Linked DNA regions of Sus scrofa: region 1 is linked to region 2. The links are chromatin contacts, called in public HiChIP or PLAC-seq maps. All regions are on one chromosome and are shown on one strand. Each heading gives the region's core, a stretch centred on a gene start, on an enhancer-like site or on the middle of the called end of the contact. The rest is flanking DNA. Distances are from core to core; before and after follow the strand shown.

The links. HiChIP or PLAC-seq counts read pairs in DNA pulled down with a chosen protein or histone mark.
Region 1: an H3K27ac HiChIP or PLAC-seq map of alveolar macrophages shows a contact between it and region 2. The contact joins the promoter of PEX11G here to the promoter of MAP2K7 in region 2. A contact is called at or near these places in 1 of 47 Hi-C or Micro-C datasets (heart right ventricle) and 1 of 2 datasets of contacts at active chromatin or transcription factors (alveolar macrophages).

What each region holds. Positions count from the first base shown.
Region 1 is chr2:71,635,841-71,642,326 of Sscrofa11.1, forward strand. It overlaps PEX11G (peroxisomal membrane protein 11C), which reads left to right and starts at 3,449. Exons shown (of 5, transcript XM_021083936.1): 1 at 3,449-3,540; 2 at 5,716-5,904. The coding sequence starts at 3,481.
Region 2 is chr2:71,303,102-71,309,797 of Sscrofa11.1, forward strand. MAP2K7 (dual specificity mitogen-activated protein kinase kinase 7) reads right to left here and starts at 5,331. Exons shown (of 11, transcript XM_003123197.5): 1 at 4,835-5,331. The coding sequence starts at 4,958. It also overlaps a transcript of LRRC8E not described here.

The sequences.
Region 1 (6,486 bases), core at 2,199-4,698, 330 kb after region 2:
TCGCTCTTGTGGTTCATGTTTTGTCTTATTTCACCATGGTCACAGAGTGGCCTTGTCCGAGGTAGGCATTCTGTGAAATCATTTGTGTCCAGTGAGAGAGAACACCAGTGCCTGGCTGTGATCGCCTGGCCAGCTCCCAGCACCAACAAGGCCAGCTGTGAATGCCAGGCTTGTTCCTGTCTCTTGTCCAAAGGTCAGGCTCAGCTTTAACCAGATGATAGAGAATGCTGGGAGGGCTGGGATCTGCCAATGAGGCTCACTGCTGGCTTCCTGGTGCTTTAGAATCCATTCTAAGCACCTGCCTGGTGCTCAGCAGGCAGGCAGAGAATGCATTGTGCTCTTTCTTACAAGGCCCTTGCGGACAGTACAGGCTCAAGAGAAGGGACCTAGCTACTCATGCAGAGGCAGACTGCAGCCTGAAGCCCTTCTCCCTCTGCAGGCCTTGGGCTTGGCTTGGATTTTTTTTTTTTTTTCCTTTGTAGGGCCTCGTCTGTGCCATATGGAAGTTCCCAGGCTAGGGGTCAAATCAGAGCTACAGCTGTCAACATATGCCCCAGCCACAGCAACACTAGATCAGAGACGAGTCTGTGACATACACCCCAGCTCATGGCAGCACTGGATCCTTAACCCACTGAGCGAGGCCAGTGATCAAACCCGCATCCTCAGGTACACGATGTCAGGTTCTTAACCTGCTAAGCCACAATGGGAACTCCTTCAAGGGACATTTGGTGGCTGTTGGGACATGGAAAGCATGTGTGGTGGGAAAGAAGTGAGGGTGATGTCCAGGTCTATGGCTGGTGATGGGCAGGGGCAGGGGATGGGGGCTGAGACAGGGGTTCGGAAGGAAAGATGTTTGAGAATGATGCTAATGTCAGTCTGGGCCTTGCAGAGTGTGAGGGGCTTAAGGGATCAGCAGGGGAAATGCAGGGGGTGGGTGGGGACAGGAGACAGGGCAGCATGGGAGAGAGATGGGGCAGAGGCCAGAGAAAGGGTGGCTAGGGAAATCACTCGAGTGGGCAGGACCTTGCAGGACAATGTGGATAGAGCATGAACAGAGAGCTTTGGATGGGGGTGCTGAGCTCTGCAGGCAGCACCGCTTATTGAAATCTGTTTTGTGCCAGGCCCTGCGGATACAGCTGTGACCAAGACAGATTAAAATCCCTGCCCTGGTGGAGTTCACATTCCGTTGAGGAGAGACAAATAACCAGATAACTATAACAAGATGACTAGGTTAAGAAGCAGAGTATCCAGTTACATTAGATAGTGTTACATGCTAAGAAGAAAAATCAGGCAGCAAGGATTGTGGGTAGGAAGTGCCCAGGATGGTGTGTGTGCCAGGGAGGCCTCATGAGAGGATGACATTTGAGGAAACAGGAGGAGGAGGTGAGAGAGGGAGCCACGTGGATCTCTGGAGAGGGAGCCTTATAGGCAGAGGGAATAGCACATGCAAAGGTCCTGGGGCAGGTGGGCACTGCAGCTGCAAAGAACAAGATGAAGGAAATGTGGTTGGTTAGGAGTGAATGAGGCTGGAAGAGTAATAGGAGTCAAAATCAAGAGGAGTTGTTTTTGTGGGATTTTCCTGGTGGCCTAGAGCTTAAGGATCTGGCCTTGTCATTGCCGTGATGTGGGTTTGATCCCTGGGCTGGGAACTTCTGCATGCTGCATGCGTGACCAACAAAAAAAAAAAAAAAAAAAAAAAAAAAAGAGGAAATGTGCATTTATTTGTTTACTTATGTATGTATGTATGTATGTCTTTTTAGGGCTGCACCTGCAGCCTGTGGAAATTCCCAGGCTAGGGGTTGAATCGGAGCTGTAGCTGCCAGCCTACGCCACAACCACAGCAACGCTGGAACCTTAACCCACTGAGTGAGGCCGGGGATCAAATCCACGGCCTCCTGGATACTGGTCGGGTTCATTACTGCTGAGCCACAAGGGAAATTTTTTTTTTTTTTAAAGGAAATCAGTTGAGTGTCTGCTTCGATGCAGTGAGTTAAGAATTTGACTGCAGTGGCTCAGGTCACTGTGGAGGTGCAGGTTTGACCCCCAGCCCCACACAGTGGGTTAAAGGATCTGGAGTTGCTGCAGTTGCTGCAATTGGGTCACCATGGCTCAGATTCAGCCCCTGGCCTGGGAACTTCCGTATGCCATGGGTGTGGCCATAAAAAAAGAAAATGCATTGGATGTTATTAAAATTTGGAATTCCCTGGTGGCCTAGCTGGTTAAGGGTCCAGCATTGTCACTGCTGCTGCTCAGGTTCGATCCCTGACCTGGGAACTTCTCCAAGGATAATTCAAGTGTTGGCAAGAATATGGAGAAACTTTTTGTGCATTGCTGGTGGGAACCGAAAATGTCGTAGCCATTGTGTGGCGAAGGCGGGCAGCTGCATCTCAGATTTGACTTCTAGCCTGGGAACTTCCACATGCCACAGGTGCAGCCCTAAAAAGAAAGAAAAAAAGAGTGAACATTTAATCTCTTCCTAGTGACACCTAAAGAATGTGGCTTGTCATCTGGCTCTACAAGGATTGAGTCATTGGCTACTGCAGTTGCTGATCTTCACATACCCTGAAAGGAGTTCGGGGTGGAGATCAGGAATAAGTCTCTTGGTGTTCTGGGAGAAGTGGCAGGACAGGTTTTCAGTTAGGTATTTTCAGGACAAATTTTTTTATAAGCCTGGATTTTGGCCTCTAGGAAAAGCACTAAAACCCTTATCTGAGCTATCTGTTCCCAGTGACCAGCAGCAACCTTCTACTGAGATGTGTGCTCGATTACACATAATCTTCTCCAAAATCATGTTATGTACTGACCTCCCTCCCCCCATCTTTTCTGAGCAGCTCCTCAGAGCTGAGAGGCTGTCTCTTGGGCTATCGTCCTCAGTAAGTCCACAAGTAAAACTGAAACTGAGAGCTCTCACGGATGTGGGTTTATATTTCACTCAACACCAACCACCCAGTTTTCCTCTCAGGTGCCACTCTGCTAGGGAACTGTTGACTCTTGTCTATTCTTCTAGACTGATTCTGTAGCGTTTCCCTAACTTTCTAAAAATGTCTTATGTGAAAGGACAACAACAACCCATGCTCCCTATAGACAAACAGACAATGCGGAAAGGGGGAAGCAGAAAAATTAAAAAAAGAAAACTCCCTTCCTGGACCACAGCAAACACGTCGATGCTCTTGTTTGGATTTTTTTTCCTTTTTTTAATGTGTGTGTGTGGTTGGTTAACGTGGAAAACACGGGTTGCCTGGGGGCGGGCAGACGACAACGAGCTCCGAGGGCCGCCAGGGTGCACAAACCCGGAGAAGCGCGCACGTGCCAGCCCCAGAACTGCAAACCCTGTCTCTCCCAGAAACAGACAAAGGGCCGGTTCCGGAACAAAGAGTCGCAACCGCGTCTGCGCAGAACGTTCCGGGAGCGCGGCCTCGCGCTGAGTCCGCCCCCTGGCGCGCCGCGCAGACGTCACGGTGACGTCACAGCGGAGGCACCATGGCGGCCCTGAGCGGTCTGGCGTCGGCGCTGGAGTCGTATAGGGGCCGCGACCGCCTGGTGAGGCTGGGGTGGAACGCGGCCAGAGGTCCCGGAGTCGGATCAAAGCTCAGAGACTGGGAAACTGAAGCCAGAGAGGGAGCGGGGTCACTCAAGGTCCCCCATGGCAGAGGCCCTGTCGGAGCTGGGCTCCAACCCTGTCCCTTAGCGGTGGACATTTAGATTGTTCCGGCCGTCCCGTCGTGACTGGTCGGTTACAGTATCAACCAGATCCTGACGTTTGCACATTGGGATCCTACCAGATCACTGCAGTAGTTTGCATCCAAACAATATCATATGATTGAGGGTGTTGCAGGGCTCCCCCTATGGCTGGTCATTTGGGTTCTGACCAAACCCCCTTATAGTTGGACACTTAGGTTGTTCTGGCAGATTCAACCTGGCTGGACATTTCCATGCCAAACAGGCCTATGTTTTAGGATCTGACTAGGCCACTGTAGCTTTTCCCATGGTTATCCAAACAATCTCATATAGGAGAGTTCCCTGGTGGTCTAGTGGCTAAGGGTTTAGCATTGTCACTGCTGTGGCTGGGTTCAGTCCCTGGCCTGGGAACTTCCACATGCTGCGGGCACGGCCAAAATAATAAAATCTCACATAGGGATCTAAGATTTTGCAGGCCTTTCCCTGTGGCTGGATATTGAGGTTTGACCACATGACCTCTGGTTGGGCTTTTTAAAATTTATTTATTTATTTTGTCTTTTTGCCATTTTTTGGGCTGCTCCCGCGGTATATGGAGGTTCCCAGGCTAGGGGTCCAATCGGAGCTGTAGCCACCAGCCTACGCCGGAGCCACAGCAACTCAGGATCCGAGCCACGTCTGCGGCCTACACCACAGCTCACAGCAGTGCCAGATCCTTAACCCACTAATCAAGGCCAGGGATCAAACCTGCAACCTCTGTGGATTCGTTAACCACAGAGCCGCGACGGGAACTCCTGGTTGGGCATTTAGATTGTTTCTCCCAGGCCCCGAGGTCAGACTCTGAGCTCATCCCAATCAGTCTCCGGGAATGTACCAGTGGCAGGTATTTAGGTTCTAGTCAAATCCCCTATGAGTGGGTATTCAGGTTTTAAATGCCCCCAGGCTGGACATTTAAATTGCAACATTTTGCCATAACAAGGGTGCTGAAAAGGAATTATATGTGAAAATAATATATAGAACAATTAAAAAAGCAACTTCTAAAAGATGAGAGAGTTCTGTTGTGGCTCAGTGGTGATGAGCCCATGAACCCGACTAGTATACATGAGGATGCGGGTTGGATCCCTGGCCTCACTCAGAGGGTTAAGGATCCAGTGTTGCTGTGAGCTGTGGTGTAGGTTGCATATGCGGCTCAGATCCTGAGTTGTTGGCTGTGGTATAGGCCGGCAGTTGTAGCTCTGATTCAACCCCTAGCCTGAGAACTTCCATATGCCATGGGTGCAGCCCTAAAAAGCTAAAAATAAATAAATAAAAGCAGATGAGGAACTCCCCCGGTGCAATGGGATTAACGGCATCTTGGGAGCGCTGGGACACATGTTCAATCCCCAGCCCGGCACACTGGGTTGAGGATCTGACATTGCCGCAGCTGCAGCTTAGGTAGAGACTGTGGCTCCGATCTGATCCCTGGTCTGGGAACTCCATGTGCCACAGGGCAGCCAAAAATGAAAAAAAAGAAAAAAGCAGATGAAGTAAAGATATAAGGGTGGACACAGTTCACAATGCCCCAAATCATCCACTAAGTGGCTTCCTTCTCACTAAAGTAATAGCAGGTTATCCTTTTGTCCATTGGGTTAGGCCCGGTCACCTCCCCAATCCCCAGTCCAGCCGTGGATGTTGGTCCAGCCAGGCAAATACAAATATATATCCATTTCCACATAGACCTCTTGTCCGCTGGGAAAAGGAGGATCTAGGAGGTGGGAAATGGGGGTTTCTTTTTCTTGTCCCCATCACATATGTCTCCAAAGGCTGTGCCCCTCAGCAAACATGGGCCAGCCCTCTGTTAGCCTCCACAGTGCCTTTTAGCCAGTCATGTCATGTTTCTCCATTTGGCCCACCTACAAGTATCTTTTTAAACTTTTGGCTTTTACCAGAAGTTTGTTGATGTAGACTCTTCCTCCCACTTGATCCCACAGGGCCCAGGTCAGGGGTGATCCAAATCAGTCTTGCAGCACGGCCATGCTGACGACTTCTGGTTTCCCACAGATCCGAACGCTGGGTTACTGCTGCCAGCTGGTGGGCGGGGTCCTGGTGGAGCAGCGTGCTACCAGGTCAGAAGTGGGGACGCGCCTGCTGGTACTGTCCTCCCAACTCAGCCACTGCAGGACCATCCTGCGACTCTTTGATGACCTGGCCATGTTTGTCTACACTAAGCAGTACGGCCTTGGGGCAGAGGTAACAGGGGGCGTGGGGTTGTTGGGAGGGGGTGTGGACCCTGTGAAGTTGGCGTCTTATGGTCTGGTCTTTATGAGCATTTTATGATTATTTTCAATTTTACTTTTTTTGGAGGGGGAGACATGTTCTCATTTCAGTTTCAATTAAAAAATTAGCTGTGGAATTCCTGTTGTGGCTCAGTGGGTTAAGAACCCAACTAGTATCCGTGAAGATGCGAGTTCAGTCCCTGCCCTCCCTCAGTGGGTTAAGGATCCCACATTGCCACAAGCTGCAGCATAGGTTGCAGATGCAGCTTGAATTGGGCATCGCTGTGGCTGTGGGGTAGGCCTCAGCTGCAGCTCTAATTCGACCCCTAGCCTGGGAACTTCCACATGCCTCAGGTTCGGCCCGAAAAAGAAAAAGAAAAATAGCTGACTTCCCTGGTGGCTCAGCGGATTAAGGATCTGGCCTTATCACTGCTATGGCTCTGGCTACTGCTGTGGTGCGGGTTTGATCCCTGACTGGGGAACTTGTGCATGCCATGGGTGCAGCCAGAATCAGTCAATCAATAGTTAATACATTTGCACATCCAGAAGACTATAA
Region 2 (6,696 bases), core at 4,081-6,580:
TGTTATCCCTCAGGAAGGCCAGCACAGCCCCCTGCCTTAATGGGCTGGGGGAGCTCTCTGCTCTCAGACCATTCTTGGGGAGGGGGCCTTCTCCCACAACCACCCACCGCCCATCCTGGAAGATTTGTGGTGGGCTGGTGGGGGAGGGATGGTCCCCAAGAGGCAGAGGGTTCATCCCCAAGTTTACCCTGCTGCCTCCCTGCTGTGTCCCTTTCCTCCCCACCTCTACCCAGGAAGCCCAGGGCCCACACTCTGGACCACGCAAGGCAGGAATTCCCGCTAGGATCAGCCTGAGCTCTGGTGCTGTGGGTGGCACTGAACTTGGCTGGACCCCCCTGGGGAAAGAGTGGGCGAGGGACCCAGGCTTCTGGCTGCCTCGCCCAAGTTCCATGTCAGGGTCATGGAGGGCCACCCTCTGGCCAGAGGGCTCTTCCATGAGCCTCCAGGCCTGGCCTGCAGAGCTAGGGCCAACAGGGCAGGGGCAGGACCCCAGGCTGGGCCTGTGTCCATCAGGTGAGGGGGTCCAGGGGACCAGTGGGACTTGGGGGGTGGGTGCCGGGACAGGCAGGGAGTTTGGTTCTTTTCAGAAGCCTGCATGCGGACAGCTTGGGCATGCTACAGGCAGGCGGGCAGGCAGCGGGCAGGCAGCGGGCACCCCAGGATGGGCAGGCGGCGTTAGGGGACAGGAGGGCAAAAGACAGACAGACGGGAGCCAAGACTTGGAGCCCAGCCGCCCAGAGGAGATGCTGCAGGGACGGGCTGGAGAGGAGCCTGGGACAGGAGAGTAGGTGCCCTGAGAGACTAGGGGCCTCTCTGATTAGGTGGGCCACAGTGTAGGGAGCAGAGGCCAGTACAGCCCTGGAAGACAGATGACTCTCTAGCGAACCCCTGAAGCCTGGAGTCCCAGGCACATGGCCTCCAGAAGGGGGTCCCTGGCTGTGGAGGCCAACTGGCTACAAGCACCACCCAGGTTCACCTTCCCTTGGAGAGCGGGCCAGGAGCCTGGGGCCTGCCACTCTCCACAGCCCTCAGCTGGCACCTCCTCTCACTCCATACCTCCTCTGCGGCCCAGCTTTTCCTCCTACGGCACCTGGTGATGGGGGCCCAGTGACAGAGAGGGCTCAGCCGCTTGCCCCGCTGGCCCTCAACCCTGATGCAGCCAGAGCGAGGGGCAGGTCCATGAGCCTGGCCTGCTGTCCTCTGAGGCCCTGGCAGGAACGATGGAGGAGCTCTGGGGAGCCCAGGGGTTCGGCCAGGTCCAGTGCCCCCCACTGGCCTGGAGGCCTCTTGTCTTGTGCTCTGCTCTACCACAGCCAGAATCTGAGTCCTAATCACCTCCTCTCTGGCTGGACAATCTCTAAGACTCTCGAGGGGCCTTGCACTCCCTGCAACGGGACCCTGGAGCCACTGTCAGGTTCAGATTCCCTGGAGGCATCAGATCCCCTGCCCTGCCCCACACCATCAGCTCTCTGGGTGAGGATCACACCCCTCCCTCCCCACGCCTCTTGGGCCCTGTTGGTCCCCTCCTTGACACAGTCCGCCGGGCCCTCAGGGCTGCCCCACAGCCCAGGGCCAAGGCTGTGGGGAGACAGAGGCTTCCAACCAGCCCCACAAACTGAAGCATGGTAGGCATTTGAGGGGAGCCAGGGCAGGGTGGCTGGGGGGGGGGGGTGACGGTATACAGAGACCCTGAGAACAGAGATCACAGAGGTGGTGACGGGCCAACGGCAGGTCAGGAGGGCAGAGTGGGAGCAAGAGGCTGAAAGGGAGAGAGAGAGGAGAAAAATGAACGAGAGAGAACGGAAGACGACGGAGGGAGCATGCGGCCATCAGGAGCCACAAACGTTCCAGGCTGTCAGCCAACACTCGCACACGCGTGCACACGCACAGACACAAACATACAAGGCATGGCACAAACGCAAAAGGCAAGGCACAAACCCCCACACACATGCAGATGGGCAGACAATACACCACAGAGCCCCCAACAGAGCCAGCTCCCCTTCACCGTCTTACACACACACAGATACACAACTTCCCAACCTGGTCCCACTGGCACACACAAGGATCAACAGGCCAGACCCCCACCTCGTCTCTCGCAGCTCCCTGACACCCCCTACAAAAGCACACCCCCACTCATCTGTTTCCAGACCCCCGGCACCTCCCCTTGGGCCCTGGCAAGCCTATTTCCTCTGCTTCCATCCCTGCGCCCCCCCACCCCCTCCCAAGGGAATTTGCTGAAATCCCACCTGCTCCAGAGGCTTCCCAATCACACCCCCATCCCACAGAACCCACAACCCTGCTCCCTAGTGGCCTCCCCTCCAAGGCCTCCTCCATTCCTCCCTGCCCTCGGCGCTCACCGCCCCCCACCACCAGGGAAGCGCCAGTTGCAGGAGGAAAGGGACTCAGTTCAAGCCCAAGGCCACTGAGCACAGGGGGCAACTCGTGTTTGCTGAACTGCTGTGGCGGATCAGCAGGCGAGGGTGGCTTGCTGGCCCCACTTTCCCTCCCTCTCTCTCACGCACATGCACACCTGCACACACACGAACCCACACATACGCACACCTACGTGACCCTGTGGCAGGTGACAGACTCCCAGCTGGTGAGGGAGCCTGTTTCCTCCCCCAGGGAGTCCAAAACTGAGCCTGAGAAGAAGGGAGGAGCGGGAGGTTAGGACACATTGGGAATGGCTGGGGGGGCAGAAACCAGACATCATGGTGTGGAAGGAGAGAGTGAGAGTGACAGAAGGAGCGATGCGCAAGCACCTGCGCACGCACGCGTGCACACACACACACACACACACACACACACACACACACACGGAGCACAGGGGATGAGGGATGGGGGGACGGCATTCTGCGGCCGGGGCAGCGGTTAGGTCAATGGTGCAGATGTCCAAGCGGCGATGATAAAAAGGCTGGTACCTGCTCGTTGGGACGGGGCAGGAGCAGGGCTTAGAGTGATCACAATAACTGGATGGGGAGAAGGAAGAAAAAAAAACAACACCACGATAAATCACAACAGAAACAACCGATTTGTCCAAAAGAAAAGAAATCAAATCATAACAAGGAGGAGGGGGAGGCGCGAGGCACCAAACTGCAGAGATGGGTAGAGACCGACAGAGGTGGGAAGACCGGATGGGATGGAGCTGACAAGACACAGATGCCTGGAAGGGGGGGCTCCCTGGGGGCCTGCTTGCCACAGGCCTCGCCGCGCCTTGCTCTGCATCTGGACAGCCAACCCTCAAGGCACCTCAGATGCCATACCCAGGCATGTCTCCTCCACAGTGGGGCTGTGGGGGATCAGTCCTACAGAGCCCAGGGGGGGACCCTCCAGTCCTGGCTTCCTACCCCAGCGGTGTCCGATGCCAGCACTGCCACGTCAGGGTTGTTTCTGGGCCCCCAAGAGACGCCCCCACCCAATGCCATGAGGAATCCATACCGACCCAGATCAGAAGAGGAAAGGATGAGGAGTGGACCCTACACAAGCATGGGGGGGGGTTTGGTCAGGCTGGGTGAGCAGGGAGTGGCTGGGGTACCCAGAGGAAGAGTGTTTTCCTCCACCTATCAAGGTGATCCCATAGGAACCTACACAAGCTACAAGAATCTTATCAGAGAGCATCAAAAGGATGGCAATTTGCTAGCTCAAGAGAGACACAGGGAGTTCCCTGGTGGTTCAGTTGGTTGTTTCACTGCTGTGGCAAGGGTTCAATCCCTGGCCCAGAAACTTTCACCTGCCCCAAGTGCAGAAAAAGAAAGAAGGAAGGAAAAAAGACACAGATACCATGTGTGGGGGTTGCTGCTGATCAGGCCTTTGGGGAGGGGGAAAATCTGAGTAACTCTGAGCTGAGGGGATATGGGGAAGGGGTTCTGCAGAACATAACAAAGAGATTAGATGTGGTGGTGGTGATCCCAGGCCAGGTGTGGGTGTTGGGGGTCAGCTCTTGATTTCAGATGACACGATGCCAGGGAGGCAGGCACTGAGATCATGGGACAGTGGCCTCATCTGTCCCTGGGCTGGGTGGGTGTGGGAAAGGAAGTCACTTAATTCAAGGTGACAAAACTACTACGCGTGTGAGTTGGGTGTGTATTTCTGGAGGAGCTGGAAACAGTCACCAAGATGGTGACAGTGAAACCACTCAGAGAAGTATGAGGAAGGGCGGTGTAGACTGGGGGTAGGCTGCATGTGGGAGGGGGTCTGCTGAGCCTAATGACAAGATCCCAGAGTGCAAAAGAGAGAGCTACTGACAGAGTCACAAGGAGGAAGTGGGAGAATCATCTGATCAGAGAAACAAGCGGTGATTATATGTGGTCAACTGACTTTAGGTGTCCCCAGGCCAGGTGTGGGTGTGTGTGTTAACTCAAGGACCTAGGTGCTGGACGAGGGGAGGGGACCTCTTGACACAGTCACTGACATGCGGGAGTGGAATCAGGTGGTGAAAAGGGTTGTGTACACGTTTGCGGAGGAGCTAGATGTGGTCACGGTAGCAGGGAGTAGGAGGAGCTCGGCTTAGAATAGGTGAATGAGGCTCCGAGGATCACGGTGACGGGAACGGGTCATCAGGTGGGGGGTCTTCGCCTGGAGCCGGGCAGCTAGGCTCCCAGGCCCCATAAGGGGAAACTCCCCAGACAGGGGGAGTAATGCCCGGGAGCTCGCCAACCCCATGCCCCTGGGTCAACGTGACCCTCTCCCGGCGAGCAGACAGCGGGGAGTGGGGCGGAAAGGAGGAGGAGCAAGAGCGCCCCGGAAGCGGGGGCGGGGCCTGGCGGCGGGGGCGGGGCCTCCCGCGGCGCGCGCCCCGCCCCGCCCGCCCCCTCCCCCACGCCGCCCTGCTTACTGGGCCTGGGCCGCTGGGGGCTGATATCCAGGTTGAGGTCAATCCTCCGCCGGGCCTCGCGGTTCTCCTGCTTCAGCTTTGCCTCCAGGCGGGACAGCTTCTGCTCCAGGGAGGACGCCGCCATCTTCCCCGCCGCCGCCACCGCGCACCGCCCGGCCACCCGTCAGTCCGGCAGACAAACACCGCACTGCGCCTGCGCTCGGTTGACCCCGCCGAGCCGCCGTCTCGCTCCGCACGGCGCATGCCCGCGGTGTGCACCCGCCCTCCCCTCGTGCGAACCTCCGCGCTTGCGTGCTTCGTCCTAGCCGGAGGGATGCCGCCACCTAGAGCTCGCGGCTGGCAACGTGCAAGTCCTCGCCAAGTGATACGCACGCGCGAATTCCCGTGCGCTCCGGCTAGAGGCGCTGTGTGGAAACCCACTTACACATTCCGCAAAGAGCGGTGGGCGGAGAAAGCCGCGCGCAAGCGTACAGAGGGGGAGAGGAGGTCTTGCGTGTGGCAGCTGCTGCGCATGCGTAGCCTTGGCTCTGTTCCTGGCCTCTGTCCCGGGTGGTCGCCCGGGGTGTGTCCTAATCCTTCTTTCCCTTCCCTGCGCGGCCCTCGCTGGCACCCGCACCCTCTCAGAACCGCCTTTCTTGTCTTGGACAGTACTTCATTGGGATCCCTGTTATACTTAATTGCTGCCTCCTTACCATAATTAGGCAGCCGTGGGAAGCCCTTTCCATTTCAACAGGCTCAGGGTTGGCCGAGGGCTTGCAGGAGGGGCGGAGTAAGGCTCAGGCTACTGTCGGGGCCCTGGGAATCCAGCAGCGTGACTCCTGATCTCTGCAACGGGAGCCAAGGACAAGGGCAGAGAGTACCAAATCAGACTTCTGTGGGACATTTTAAGGCTTCCTTCATTCACTCTGCCTCCATCCTGGACAATGCAGAAAATAGGCCCTGAGGCTAGATGCGTCTGCCAGGCGCCTTTGTGCCTTTAACTGATCTGAAGAGTGCTGGGGAAATGTCCCCATCTGGAACCCCAGGTCCCGCTGGAGAGCTTGCCTCTTCTCCCTGGTGCCAGGAGGAGGCTCGCATTTTGCAGACTCCACGGAGGTGGCGATCTCAGGAGGCCAGGGTTGGTCAGGCTGTGTCATTGCCCTGCTGGCTCCGGCACAGGAACACTGTGATGGGCTTTAAAGGCTTTTAAGGACTCCTCTGGTGACAACTTTTGGGTGGACCAGATCCAAATCTATGGAGCCAGGGGAATAACAGGGAAGGTAAAGGAAGAGCAGTTCTCCAGGGAAAAAAGCTAGGCAAAGGATGCCACTGATTTTTTTCTAGTTAGCAGAGCTCTCTCTGCCTCTGCTACCAGTACAGAAAAACATATACCCTTGATTCTGGCACATGTCTGTCACCACTTGCCTGTACTTGGTCTGGTGAAACCAAAGGCTTAGAGAGGAGTGGACACAAGAGATCGGAGTTATAGTTCTCATAATTAGTATTATTTATTAAGCACCCAACAGCATACCCTGCTTCACAGAGGGAACTCTTTTTTGACTTTTTAGGGTGCACCTGCATATGGAAGTTCCCAGGCCAGAGGTCTAATCGGAGTTATAGCTGCCGGCCTATGCCACAGCCACAGCAACACCAGATCCATTAACCCACTGAGCGAGGCCAGGGATGGAACCTGCGTCCTAATGGATACTAGTCGGGTTCGTTACCACTGCGCCACCACAGGAACTCCCACTTAGGGAACATTTGAAGATCCAAGTCCCCGCCTGTCCTCAGGAAAATGTACCCTCCACAGCAGGTTTGTTTGGGTTTTTTATTTTGTTTTGTTTTTTGCCACACCTGCAGTGTGTGAAAGTTCCCTGAAGGAG